Regions from separate parts of the Rattus norvegicus genome. Here region 2 is linked to region 1. Evidence: chromatin contacts called from public Hi-C data. All regions are on one chromosome and are shown on one strand. Each heading gives the region's core, a stretch centred on a gene start, on an enhancer-like site or on the middle of the called end of the contact. The rest is flanking DNA. Distances are from core to core; before and after follow the strand shown.

What was found. Hi-C and Micro-C count contacts between places; a contact is called where the count stands out from the background.
Region 2: a Hi-C map of kidney shows a contact between it and region 1, with 6 times the contacts expected there. The contact joins two enhancer-like sites. A contact is called at or near these places in 4 of 12 Hi-C or Micro-C datasets (kidney and liver).

Annotation. Positions count from the first base shown.
Region 1 is chr13:32,879,285-32,886,691 of GRCr8, forward strand. No RefSeq gene overlaps it. Among named protein-coding and RNA genes, the nearest start is that of Gli2, 170 kb to the left of the region's middle. Within about 2 kb of position 2,832, at least 3 of the 93 cell types and tissues checked have an H3K27ac peak or open chromatin away from gene starts, as enhancers often do. A contact at or near this core is called in kidney, where this site is marked.
Region 2 is chr13:32,946,679-32,954,085 of GRCr8, forward strand. No RefSeq gene overlaps it. Among named protein-coding and RNA genes, the nearest start is that of Inhbb, 140 kb to the right of the region's middle. Within about 2 kb of position 4,918, at least 4 of the 93 cell types and tissues checked have an H3K27ac peak or open chromatin away from gene starts, as enhancers often do. A contact at or near this core is called in kidney, where this site is marked.

The DNA.
Region 1 (7,407 bases), core at 1,582-4,081:
TAGCAGCTAGGTGTGCTGTCCCCCATAAAACAGAATAGTTTTGCTGGTCCGTTGCTCTTATGGCCAGGCGTGTCTCCTTTCTGTTCAAGAGAGCAAAAAGTCAGAACAGATAAAAAACCTGGAAGGTTACAACATTTTAAAGAAGACATTTTCACACTTAAAGGACTGATCAGGGCCGAAGAGATACTTTAATCAGTAAGGTTGTACTTGAGTTTGATCCTCAGGACCTTTGCAAAAGAAAGCTGGCCATGGTGGCACATGCTTGTAATTCCAGCTCTGGAAAGGTGGGCCTCACTGGCCAGCCTGCCTGGCTTACCTGACAAACTTCAAGCCAGTGAGAGATCTGGTTTCAAGAAAATGAAGCCTGAAAAAGAAAAAGGTGATCTTTTCACACATATACACATATAATCTTCACATACGTGGGCATGTACACACACACACACACACACACACATACACACACACACGGATGCATACAAGCTCATACATGGACACAAACACACATATAAAATAAACACACAAGGATAGATCAGACATTTAAACACTAAGGAATGAACTCTTTCTCCTCTCCTCCAGCTTTTACTTTCATTCTTTGCTAATGCCAGGCATCAGGGCAAGCTCTGAATGCAGCACTACACCTACCCTCTTCACCATGTTGGCTCTATTTAACAAATCCTCAGAGTCAAGTGTATCCAACCTAGGGGAAAGCACAGAGAAGGTCCCAGGGGAGGGATAATGCTCAGACTTGTGGGGGCATAAGAATGGCTTTAGGGTAGCATCCTTTAGTCAAGAGGCCTATGTCTGTGACACGGACAGCTTCAAGATCACGAGCCTTCCTGACCACCTGCTCGCTGAAGCCAGAGAACTGTTCCTGACCAGGCTCTCTTCTTTTGTCCTCATTAGCTGTTCTAGAGTGTTCTGCCTTAAAGCCTATGCTCAAACACCTCCTACTTAGGGTGCCATCTCTCCTACAGACGGGGCCAGTTTCAGGGGCCCACGATCTGTGTTATCTCACAAGAAGCATCTCGAATTGTTGACGCCTTCAAATTCATGATCATTTCAATATCTCTGACCTTGGGCTGGAGAAATGGCTTAGCAGATAAAATGCTTGCTGTGTACATTTCAGAACCTGAGTTTAGGTTTCCAGAACCCATATAGAGATGATGCAGTGTGTAACCCCATCATCCCTATGGTGAGATAGAGAATCCATAGAAGCTCATAGGCCAGTTGGCCTGGGGGATTCAGGGACAAACAACCAAGACCCTGTTCTAAATGAGATGGAAGGGGGGACAAGCACTCAAGGTTGTCCTCCAATCTCCGCTGAATGCTCAGAACACACACCTCACTGATATTGAGCTCTCTAAGCAAAGTCTAACTGGACAGCGGAGTCTGGTGGTGAGCAGAGATGAGCTGCAATCCCAAATGCTGTGGAGAATGATCCTAGAAGCCCACAACAGGGGAGACATCAGCAGTGGCTAAGTACAGGATCAGAGTGTTATGACTGACTGCCTAAGTGACAGCCCCAAAGTCAACCTTCCCCCTTGACTCAGAGCCGGCGTTCAAGGTAGAAAGACAGTCCTGCATTCCCAGAACACAAATGACTGAAGATCCTCCCGTATCCTCTCTCTCTTGTGTGACGTCACTAGATTGCTAGCCACTTATGCTGGAAGTCATGACCAAGGAGGAAGGGGAAAGACAGGGCGCCCAAAGTTCCCTTTCCTCTACGTCTTTCCTTTCCCGTCAATGATCTCAGGTCAGGGCAGACGGTGTGTTGTGCAAGACGAGGTGATGGCAGTGACCCAAGTGTCCCTCGGTGTCTGGTGGGAACAATAAACTCTGAAAGGCGCATTGTGTCATTTTGGTTGCTCCGAGTAGGGCTTGAATGTTTTTTAAAACATTTAAAAACCTCCCACTCTATTAAATAAAGACCAAAAAGTGAAATGCATGCTAATAATTAAATTTTTAAAAATTTATTTAGGATGAAATGTATCAATAAGCAAACACATCAATGAGTTGAAAGGGTCAGGAAAAAAAACGTAGTTATTAAATGTTAGTCTTAGAGATGCTCTTTCATGAAAAGAGATACAACTTGTACCCTCATACTGGGACTCAGTCAGAATGCAGCCTGAGGCTGGGGAAAGAGCTCAATGCTAGAGCACCAGGGTGGCATATGGTAATTCTGAGTTCTGCTCCCCAACACTGCCAAGTTAATCAAATCAGGGACGAGGGAGAGGGCTTGCGAAGGGCCTCCTGAGCTCGGTGAGGTCCTGCATTCACTGTCCCAGCATCCATGTAAAAAGCTGGGCACCACGGAGAGCATCTGTAACTCCATCGTTGGAGTGGGCAGAGACAGGCAAATCCCCAAAGCTCGCTGGAGAGCGGCTCCAGCCAGATCAGCAAGCTCCAAAACTGAGGTGCGGAATGCTAACGAAGACACCCAGTGTTTGGTCACAGCAGTAAGAGTAACGGATACAAACTTTACCTGAACTAACAGCAAGCACACCGAGAGAATGGATGCCAATCACATAACAGTGACAATGATCAGTGATGGCAAGATCTTAAAAAAACAACATCCATTTTGTGGAGTGTGTGAGTGTGTGTGTGTGTGTGTGTGTGTGTGTGCGCACGTGCATGTGTTACACACATTTGCTCTCACATGACCTGGAATGGGTGTGGTGATCAGAAGACAACCTGAGGAAGTCAGTTTTCTCCTCCTATCATGTGTCCCAGGGATTGACCCCAGGTTGTCAGGCTCGGTGGCTAGGCTAGTGTCTTTACCTGCTGAGCTGTCTTGCCAGGCCATGGTGAATTATTAATACATTGTGAGTGAGCCAAGTTTTCTAGAATTCTCCTGTCTGGCAGCCAAGACAAGAGTGTACTGAGGAAGGTGGGATGTGTCACGGATCCACTGAGGAATTCAGGGACCCCATGGTCTACTGGGCCAATGCTGATGCCATCGGAAGCAGCAGGTGACTACGCCACGGTGGGTGCCAGGTAGACGAGGAGCCTGAGGCTCTAGCACAGAGTGGCTAGCTGAGGTGCTGCCCCCAACCTCAAGGAGCCTATTGGGTTGGGAGATGGATGGAAGCCAAGGAACAAAGTTAGTCCAGTTCTCTCCCACCTGGGTGAAACAGGCGTGAAAAACCCACGGGGCAGCAGCACAGGCCTCTAAAGTGAACAGTGCCACAGGGTCCCAAGGTCACCCTGGAAGGCTGAACGCTGGGGGTGTTGATGGAAGGCCAGCTCTCACCAGGGACAACAGGAAGTGGACAGAGCTGAAAGCCCTGTGCGGAAGGTCTGGTCTTGGTAGCTGACAGGGACCCTAGAGCTGGGGGCAGATGCCACCACCAGAAGACCATGCCCTGAAGTACGCAAGTATCATCCTCCCTCCCTCCCTCCCTCCCTCCCTCCCTCCCTCCCTCCCTCCCTCCCTCCCCACTCAGTGCACGAGTGTGTGTGTGTGTGTGTGTGTGTGTGTGTGTGTGTGTGTGTGTGTGTGTGTAGTCGGGGTTTCTACATATGATTTATTAGTGTGGCTTATAGACTGTGGTCCATCTAATTGAATAATGGCCACGTCCTGGCAGAAAGGCCAAGACACTAGCTGTTCCGTCCACGAAGCTGGATGTCTCCGCTTGTCTTCCTTCTGTGTTGGAGTCCCGAAGAAGCGGATTCTAACACCAGCAAAGGGATGCCTCGGTGGCAGCAAAACAGATGAACTTGCCAGAGAGAAAAGGGGAAAGCCGGCTAGAAGCAGAGCTTCCTTCTTCCATGTTCTTTCATGTGGGCTGCCAACACAAGGCGCTGCCCAGATTCAGTGTGGCTCTGCCCACCTCGGATGAGCCAATCAAGACAGTGTCTCACAGGCTCGCCTAAGTGCTTGGGCTTTCACTGATTCCGGGCTAGCTACCATGGTGTGCGTACAGGTGCACAGGTGGGTCTGTGCATGTGAGAATGAGCATGCCCATGTGTGAGTGTGTACATATGGAGACAGCCCGTGTCATGTCTCATAATTTCCCACCTATTTTTGAGGAAGCATTTCACACTTGGCTCTAGGGTCCCTCTAGTAGGCCAGGCTGTGGGAGAGTAAGCCCCAGGGAATCTCCCCGCCCCCCAGTTTCCCTGGTCTTTGGATCACAGCCTCTGTTAGCTTACTTTCTACTACTTCGATAAAACACAATGACCAGAAGTCACTTGTGGGAGAAAGGGTTTAGTTGGCTTTCACATCCCAAGCACAGTCCATGTCCATCCTGAAGGCAAGTCCAGGGCAGGAGCCTGAGCCAGGACCGAAGCAGACAGCACAAAGGAAGCTCACTTGCTCACTCCCCACAGCATGTTCAGCTTCCTTCCTTATAAAGCCCAGGACCGCCTGCCTAGGGATTGCGCTGCCCATGGTGGGTTCTACTGTCTGATATCAAACGTTAATCAAGAAAACTCCCTACAGCTTTGTCTATAGGCCCATCTGACTGGGGCACTTTCTCAGCCAAGGTTCCTCTGCCCAGAAGATCCTAGCTTGTGTTAAGTAGACAAAACACTAACCAGCGTACATCCTCTTTCAGGCAAACTTTGGGGATCAAACCCGTGTCTTCATGCTTTTGTTAGACAAGTACTTTACCAGCTGACCCACCTCCCCACGCTTCCTTTGTTCTATTAACCAGCTCTAGCACTGGGTTACTTAACATCTCTTGACTCCTCTTCCTCCCCCATCACGAGATGGATGTGTAAGCTGGTAGGCTTATCCTTGGTGTTCAGAGTTCATGGGCATAAGACCAAAAAAGATTTGTACTACCAGGGCATGTCCTTGACACTTATCCAGCTCACTGTTTACCCTTCTGGGTTTCTCTTCACCTCCCGTTTCCCCTATGTACTGCCTGGGCGGTTCAGAGCTGTGCAGGTAGGGAAATCAAGCTTGCATGCCCATTGGCAGGCATGACGTCTCCTCGAGGACAGTTTTGACTGCTGCAGTAGTAACCCGCATTCCCACTCTGGGTCAACTGTAGCAGGATAGGCTATACCCGGTCCCACCAGCCGGTGCTTAGAGGCCAGCTCCTGGCTCTCGTTCCATGCTTGCTGTTGCAGACGGGGCACGGGTGTGGAGACCAGCAGGCAGAGACACCACTTTGGGAGATTAGGTGTCAGAGCTGGGCTGTGGGACCTCCTTTTGGTTCTGTAGCCTTGGACTAGCTGTTCCTGTCCCTGTCCCGTCTGGCTCCCAGGGTTGTCACCGCTTCTCATACAGGGTTCTGTGTGAGAGTTTTCTGCTCATACAGAACCCTTCCCTACTGTCCCCTCCAGGGGTCACACACATGTGACTTACCCCTTGCTGGAGGAGAAAAGTATTGCCTTACCCCAGCTGCACCAGCTTCCCCTAAGGGGACCCTAGATGCCAAATCTGTCATTCAGTTGAAGATGAGGGTGAGGGTTGGTAAGGACCAAGCATGCAGGATCCTGGCTATCCTGCTGGTGACCCATGTCAACCTGTGCTCTGTTGAATGCCTGTGTGGGCCAGGAGTGAGCATCAGAGGCAAAGCTGTAGACGGTTATGAGCTACCTTGTGTGAGTGCTTGGGACTGAACTTGCTTTTTGCCACTGAGCCATGTCTCCAGCCTCTGTGGCTGCATTTTAGGAAGCCGCAGTGCACTTGAACCCCAGCTTCCCACGGCACACACAATGATGTGCTCTCGGGTAGGGTGTTCGACCTCCCCTTTCTCTCTCTAGTCCTTGGTAACTGGCTCCAAATGAACTACCTGCATGCCAACCTTGGCTCCAATGATGTACCTCTATGCCAGCCATGGCTCTGCTCCCAGGAAGCCTCGGCAATGATAGCACGCCATCATGCAATGTCAATTTGTGAGTTGGGGGCAGGGGATGAACACAGGCATGCACATGTTATGACATGGGGGTGGTGGTGGAGATTATAAGGCAACCTTAGGTATTGGTCCCCACCTTCCACTCTGCCTAAGACAGTGTCTTGTGTTATTTGCTGTGTTGACAGGCTAGCCACGAACCTCCAAGGATTCATTCTCCTGTCTCCACCTGCCATCTCCTCATAGGAGTTCGGAGATTATGGACGATGGTTCTGCTGTTTCCAGCTTTCTGCATGGGTTCTGGGGACTAGAACTCATATCTTCTGGATGGTGCAGACAGTGCTTGTATCACAGAGCCATTTCCCCGGACATCACAAGCCTTTAGAGAGAGGACACATTTTTGGAATTTGTATTTGCTGCGTACTTTGAATCTATTGGTTTAGCTTTGGCTTTGCGCAACCCCAGCATGAACAGGAGGCTGTTACCACATTTGATTTCTTTTGGTCAAAAAACAGGAAGGAAACAAGAGAGGAGGATGGGCCACCCTCATCTCGAAGCCAGAGTCACCTTTCACTGATTTTTCTGGATGCTCAGAAAGTGATGAAATTTAGTGTTTGAAGGAAATTTAGATTTACAAGAGCTGCAGAAGTAGCTCAGAGTTCCTGGTGCACACTCTTTGAAAGACAGCCTTGTCTACTTTAGGCTATAAGATGATTTCCATGGGAAGCAGGAGGCCACACTCGTACCACCCAGAGCAGCAGTCCAGCAAGCCTTGGAAGAGCCTTGTCCTGCCATTGGTCAGTCTGTAAATGGGCATGCTCCTACTTGCAGGCCATAACCCTTAGGGAACTTGATCTTGAAAGAGAGAGGCACTGTCTCTCCCTAGGTATGCATGTGTTTCTCTTGGTTGCTGTGACTAAATATCCAGGCAAAAGCAACAGAAGGTAGGAAGGTGGAGAGGAAGGGAGGAAGGATTTATTTTGATTCACAGATCAAGGATATGATTCATGTCTACCACGATGGCAAAGGCATGGAGGCAGGAGCATGAGGCATTGGGTCACACGGCATCCCTAGTCAGGAAGCAGAGAGACAAGGCTGGTGCCCAGATCACATTCTTTTTACTGAGTCAAGACCTAACTAAGCTCCTGAGATGGTGATGCCTGCCCAGAGGCTGCAATTAACCTAATTCCTCACAGGTATACCCGGAGGCTGGTCTTTTAGGTGATTCTAGATCCTGTCAAGTTTATAAGATTAACCATCTCATTCTGTGTGGCATTCCTAAGGCAGTTGCCACACCTAGTAACCGAAGGCCGACCCAAGGAGGTACTAAGAGGAGACAACCATAGGCAGAGATGAGGATTCTCTTGGCCCTGTCTGTGTATCTGTCCTGTTAGCTTCATCTTTACGATTTTTATTATAACTATTATTTGTGTGTGTGTGTGTGTGTGTATGTGTGTGTGTAAATGGAGGCTAGAAGTCACCTTCGGCTGTCATTCTTCCCTGAGAGCCACTTGCCCTGTTTTGTGAGGCAGGGTCTGTCATTGATCCCTGAAGCTCTCTGGCTAGTCTTACCCAAAGCAGTGAGTTCCCCAGTGCTGGGTTA
Region 2 (7,407 bases), core at 3,668-6,167, 69 kb after region 1:
CAGCGAACCTTGGCATCCCGACTCCGAAGATAGGAAATGGTGCATAGGCATGCATGTTCATATGGCTCAGGCATGTTGTGTAATCCCAGGAGCCTCAAAACTGCCTGAGTCCCAGCAGGGGAAGATTCTAAGCAGGGTGCAGAATCGCATCAAATTTAGGCTGTCTGGAGACCCCAAGACTTCTGGTATTAGGTGAACACAACTATGCATGTGGAGGTCAGAGGTCAGCCTCAAGTGTTGACAGCTTCTTCTCCTGACTCCACCTCTCCAGCCTGGGGATTACAGGAACACCACCAGGCCTGAATTTTTACATATGAGTTCGGCCAGGCGGGTGGTCTGACCAACCACTGTGGGCTTCAGCCTCCATTCTTCAATCCAGTGTTGTGATGTGGTATTCCACTAGGGAGTGGCAGCACAGAGAGCATTCCCACCCTGGAAAAGTCATGCTGGGCAAGGGTAGGGCACCAGCATTGTCTGAGCACACATGGACACCTGGAATCAGGTGGGGCTCTGGTATAGTCAGTCCAAGTGGTTCCTTTAACCACCTATTGTCCCCATCCACAAGTACATAAGCGGGCTTCAGGGGTCATGGGAAACATCCGCAGGAACAGATGACTAGTAGGTGAGGGGCCCTCCATTTGAGTTCAGTTCCCAGGCCCCAAAGTTCATGACCATGGTCTAGAGTAACTGTGATATACACAGACAGCCTTAGTTGGGTCAAAGTAAAAGACTTTTTTTTTTTTTTTGAGAAGACACATTGATCCTTTTATTTCAACAGTGACTTCGTCATGGGCTTTTCATCTGGTAGACAAAGAAGAAAAAAGAAGAAAATAAAGGCAGGCAAAGGCGTCTGAATTGCGGGGACAATGGCAAATGTTCCCAGTCTTCTCTGTTTTTTTTTTTTTTTTTTTTTTTTAAGGAACAGGGATGACACAGTTTAATGTTGACAAAGGCTACGTGTCACTGGCAAGCAGGTTTTACTTGCAGCAGTTTCTTCCCATATGACCATGAAACCGCTAAAGAGCTGAGACCAAGCTAAAGGGTACACATGGCAGCCCATAGTGGCACTTGGAATTTTTTAAAAGTGATCTTGGAACCTAAGACTTGGAACAACAGCTGCCCTGGTTAGTTTTGTTGTCCATTTGGACGAGGGAAAAATCAATCGAAGAATTGCCTAGATCAGATTGACCAGTTCGTGTCTATGAAGTACCTTCTTAACTGCTAATTGATACAGAAAGGTCCACTATGGGCGGTGCCATCCCTAGGTAGATGGCCTGGGCAGTATAAGATAGGTACCTGAGCAACCCAGGGGAAGGGAGCTAGGAAGCAGCATTCCTCCATGAACTGCTATGGTTCCTGTCTCCACCTTCCTGCCTTGAGTTTCTGCCCTGGCTTCTTTTAGTGATGGACAGTACCTGTAAGCCAAAGAAACATTTCCTATACAAGTTGCTTTTGGCCAGTGTTTTATTACAACAACAGAGAAGCAAATTGAGCAGTAGCTACAAATGCAAGTGTGTGTTTATAAATACATACATACACTACACACACACACACACACACACACACACACACACAGGACAAATAGCAGTTCCTAAATCCCCTGAGCATCACTGACTCAAAAAAACTAAAGCTCCAAGCCGACCCATCACAGAGATTCCCACACACATTTACCACAGTTCTGTTCACAGCTTCTAAGTTATGGAGAAACTAGCATATCTGACAACAGAGGCGGATGAGGGAAATGTGGGGTAGATACACAGTGGAATTGGTCCATCCATAAAGAACAATGTGACTGTGTCGTTTGCAAGAAGATGCACACAACTAGGGAGAATCTTATTAAGGGCATTAAGCCAGTCTCAGAAAGACTATTGTCTCTCCTGTCTGCCTCCTGGGTTTTACAGAGATCCATCAAATTGTGTATATGACATGATAAAAAATAAATAAAACAGCGTGGCTGAACTCTCCTGGTTTAATTTCTAACAAAAAAAGAAAAAAACAAAAACAAAAACGAAACAAAAACAAAAACAAAAACAAAAAAAAAAAACCTCGGGGAGAAAAGATTTATTTTATCTCGCAAGTCCAGGTGGCCGTACATCATTGTGTGGAAAGAAAGGCAGTGGGACCCTGAAGCAATTTTAGTCACATTACAGCTAGAGTGGAGAGCAGAGAGAAATGAATACCCCATGCTCAGAGCCCTCACTGCACTCATATGGTCCAGGACCGAACCCAAAAGAGTGGTGTTGGTTGGCTCTCTAGAGGAGCAAAACTCACATGGGGGGATCGTGGGGGCGATGTATTAGAAAGGCTCTCCGGCTGCAGTCCAGTCGGGCCAACAATGGCTGTCCAGCAACAGAAGGTCGAGAATCACAGGCTGGATGTCTCAACTGGTGCCGGTGCACACAGAATCCCATAGATGTCGGCTCTAATGCCAGGTGGGTTTGCTATGGAGAAGAAGCATAGCATGGTGAGTGGTCAAAGAGCAAAGGCTTTCTTCTTCCATGTCCTTTATAGCGGCTGCCACCAGCTGTGACCCAGACTTAAAGTGGATTGTACCACTTCAAAAGGTCTGGGTTAAAGGTGTATCTTCCTACTACCCCCCCCCCAAAAAAAACCCAGATTAAAAGTGGGTCATCCCACTTCAAGTGATTAAATTAAGAAAAAAAATCCCTCACTGGTGTACCCAACCACTTGGGTTTCTGTTCCTTCCAGATATGGTCAGGTTGCCAGTCAAGAAGAGCCATGACAGTTGGGTCTTCTCCACATCAGTTAACAGAATCATGACTCCCTGATCTAGACAATACCTAATTGAAACTCTCTTTCCAGATGATTCTTGTTGTGTCGAGTTAACAATTAATACCAACCAGCAGGGACAAATGGAAGGAGAGAGGCAAGAAAGGAGACGAAATCAGGATATATATATACTTGTATGAAACCTTCACAATAATTTTAAAAGTCTTTGAAACCAAGAGCAGGAGTCAGGTCTGAACATCATCAGGGCAGAGCCCAATGTCCCAAAATCATGGCTTGCAACAACTCTCAAGTCACAGCTCATGTAGTACAGTAAATGAATTCTTCATCTGGGATCCTGTTTACTTTGTTACTCTTGAGATAGCCCATCAGTTGTGTGTTGAACTCAATCTCACTTTCATCACTCCTGGGAGAACATTAGCTGCAGATCATTCAGTCCATCCTCAGACAAATGTTCTCTGAGGCTGAGGACCTAATAGGGGCATAGTAGTTGCAGACTGGATCCCTTGGGGTTTTTCTGCTCGGCAGGAAGTATTGCAATCCTTCAGCCTTCTGTGGCCCCTGCATATCTTAGCATATTTCTGTGCATGTGCAGAGATATGACCTGTGCCCTCAGTCAGGGGAACAGAGAGGTAGCACCCCCTTGGCAGGTCCCCAGGCTATCCCACTATGAGTGACCCAGGGCACCAGGCACACTATATTCTATCCTATTCCACACGAGGCCTAAGCAGGTCAGTCGGGTGGCCCCTCTGTGGTTCAGCTTTTAGCCTCCCTCTCTTTGTCTTCCATGGTCCATCTCTGGGGCACCACAAGCTGCTCATTTACCTTCCTTCACTCGTCTTCCCACGTTGCCTGCTCAGCCCCCAGACAGTTAATCTGACAAGACGCCCTAGCTGATACGACCCAAAGAGAAGGTCTTTTTCCACACTGCCTAGAGGCCTGTGAGTTCATCTGCACCGACATTTAAATGTGGGTTGTCATACAGCTGAAATGTGGGATGAAGAACTGTGGTGTCCAGGGATGAGGATGCTCAGTGAGGAGAGTACTTGTCTAGCATCTGCAAGGTCCTGGGTTTATCCCCTAACACTGTAAGTACCAGTGTGTGCCTATAAGCTCAGCAGGTAGAAGACAGGCAGCAGGGGCAGGCGTTTTCTGCCATTTTGGGCTATATAGTGAAGTTTGGAGCCAAAATGGGCTACATGAGATCAGCTCAAAAGGAAGAGGAAGGGAGGAGAAGGAGGAAGGAAAGGGAGGTGGAGGAGGAAGGAGAAGAGGGGGAGGGAGGGGAGGAGGAAGAGGAGGGATCGAAGGAGGGAGGGAAGGGAGGAGGAGGGAAAGGAAGAAGAAGAGGGAGGGGAGGAGGAGGGAGAAGAAGAAGAGGAGGGAGGGGAAGAGGAGAAGGGAGGAGGAGAAAGAAGAGGAGGAGGAGGAGGAATGGGAGGAGGAGGAGGAGGAAGAAGAGGAGGAGGAACACCAATGTCCATTAGAGCAGAGGAAAGACAGCATAGACTGAAAAATAAAAACGTGCACTTTTGACCTTCTCTGACAGGGCTCTTTGCCCATGAACTTGGCTGCACTTCAGTGACAGAGGTGGACTTGAAAGTCTTCAGTAAGCAGGCCCCAGGTGGACTCTGGCCCTTTGCCCTCGGTCCAGCTAGCTCCACTTCTGATAGACAGTGCTCCCTGCACCCGTTCTATAGCTACGATGGATCTAAGAAGAGAGGCTTGAGGAGTTCCTCTGGCCTCAGGGAAGCCCCACCTCCAACTCCCTCATGAGGGCCAAGAGGGTGAGCCCAGGGCTCCGTGGGAAGTGTGGCTTCACTCCCTAACACACACTAATCCCCACCTGGCTTCCAGTCTAACCAGTGGCAGCTACAGGAGCTCTTTGAGCCTCACAACAGTTTTCTAGGCAAGACCAGCATCTGGAGGGCACTTGATTGTATTTGTCAGATGAACTGAGCTGCTCACTGGAAGCAAGATGACCAAACAAGGCCATGTTCCCATGGAGCCCTGGCTTTGTTCTGGCCTCCACTTGAGTTGCGAGCAGTTCAGCTCCTCCTCCCAGGCCACTGGCACGCACCTGGAGTCCCATCCAGTACTGCAGGAGCAGGTACTACCAACCTGGAGGTCAACCCCGTGAGGGGCCCTGGCCATGCCTGACATAGGGCCAGAGCCTCTGCTGCTACAGTAAGAGAGGAATGTCCCTGTAGCCTTGGCGCCCTGACCAGCCCTAGGGGGAGACAGAAACTTGCCCAGGTTGTTACTGTACAAATATTTGCAAGGTGCCTGACACAGTCACCCAAGATCTGGCTCTGTAGCAACTGGGTGGGGCCATCAGGGCCCAGGAGCTGGCTGTGCACATTTGAGGGGTCCCAGGCAGCATGTTAAGCTTTTTGTGATCTCTTCCTCCCTCCTTCCCCCCCTCTGTCACACACACACACTCACACACTCACACACACTCACACACACTCACACACTCACACACAACCTGGTCTTCAGTCAAGCCCTTTCTCTGGGCACTGGCTCAGGCTCACATGGCCGTCTCTTGTGCTCCCTCTGGGTCCTCCTCAGACTGTTGGTTTGGGTTCAGTTGTGACTCTCACTCTCACGCACTTGGACTGGGGGTATAATTCATTTGATATTGCTCTTTCCAGGACACATGCAACCCTGGGTTTGATCTCCACATAAATTGGATGTGGTCATGTAGTCCTGTAATCTCAGCGTCTAGGAAGCAGAGGGAGGAGAATCAAGTTCATCCTTGGCTGCTCGGTGAGTTCAGAGTCAACCTGGAATACTTGAGACTTTGCATCAGAATTAAAATGAAATAGATAAATAAAATCTCTCTCTTCCCTCTAAAATAATTAAATTTTGAATATTTTTTTACTCAATAGGACAAAGATATCGTCAATGTTTTCCAGAGTTAATCAGCATTTTGATTTTGCTGATTTTTGTCAGTGCTGAGAATGCTACTTCACACAAATAAAGACTATGAAATGGAAGAGGTGTGGTTTGAGCCACTCCAGAAGTTGTTAGACATTCCGACCCAGTCCCAAAATTCATAAAATTTCTTTGTGAAAGGCATTTTGAACAGTAATTTTTAAGCCTTAGGAAAGTTTATTTTAAATTGTGTGTGTGTGTGTGTGTGTGTGTGTGTGTGTGTGTGTGTGTGTGTGTTCCGCATGGGTGTGGGTGCCCAAGCAGGCCAAAGAGGGCATCAGATGTCCTGGAGCTGAAGGAGGTACAGGCAGTGGTGAGCTCCCTACATGGGTGCTAGAAACTGACTTGTCTTTTCCAGGAGCACTGACCACTGAACTTGTCTGCAGCCCTTAAACAGTGGTATTTAAGATCAAGCCATCAGACAGTACGGCTCAAAGAACTAGTAATGTTGGAGGCTAGCGAGAAGACTCACCAGGTAAAGGCACTGACTGAGCACCTAAGTTAGATCCCAGGACCCACAGGGTGAAAGGACAGAACCAACTCCCTAGGGTAGTCCACGTATGCACGCGTGCGAGCACACACACACATGCACACATACACACACGCACACACGCACACACACACGCACACACACACACACACGCACACATACACACACACGCACATACACATACGCACACACACACGCACACACATGCACACACACACGCACACACACACGCACACACACACTCACACATACACACACACGCACATACACACACGCACATACACACACACGCACATACACACGCTCATACACACACACACATACACACACGCACATACACACACGCACATACACACACGCACGCACACACACACACGCACGTACACTCACTCACAGGCAGTGGCAGTTGTGTCCTTTGCTCCCCCTACCCACACACAAAATATATTAATAAATATAATAATTTTTTAAAGAAGTAATTGGGCAGGGCGTGGTAGCACATCCCTTTAACTCCAGCACTGGAGAGGCACAGCCAGGAGGATCTCTGTGAGTTTAGCATATGAGCCTAGGTCAGCTCCGGGCTACAGAGTGAGGCTCTGCCTCAAAAAACAAGCAAACCAAAAAGTACTAATTTTGTACTGCCACGTTAAGGGACGATGACAAGAAACAGGAAAAGTCTGTTTTCCAAAAGGGAACATTATGTTTCCATAAGAGCAAAAACCCAAACGCATAAGAAGATCTCTGCAAAGCTGTGTGTTTGGAGCAGCATTTGTTGGTCTAAGAACGTGGTGTAATGGCAGGCACAGTTCTCCACAGAGTACAGCAGGCCCAGCCTCAAGTCATTTAATGTCAGAGACCGGTGGGGTTTGGGAGGGCGCAGGAAGATCCGTGCTGCTCAGCCCCACCCAGGAGCCCTGACAGACACAGAACTACAGAGCCAGAGGAAGTGAGTAACTGAGGCCAGAGGCAGTGCTTGAGCCGTGTTCTCACCTGCAGCGGGGGACGGGCAATCTGCCCGCCATGCAGCAGAATGACTAACGGTGCTGGAGTACCTCCAGGCCTCTGGCCATGCCAGGTGGGAGGCAGGGATGGCCAGGGCCAGACTCCATTGTGGCCTGGGGCTGAGTCACAAGACCGGCAACTCTCTCCTAAGCCTTTCCTTCAGCCCCAGCTGGAGGCCCATCCCTTTCCCTCACTCCGTTTCCAGAGCAAGGAACTTTGCCTCGGAAAATCAG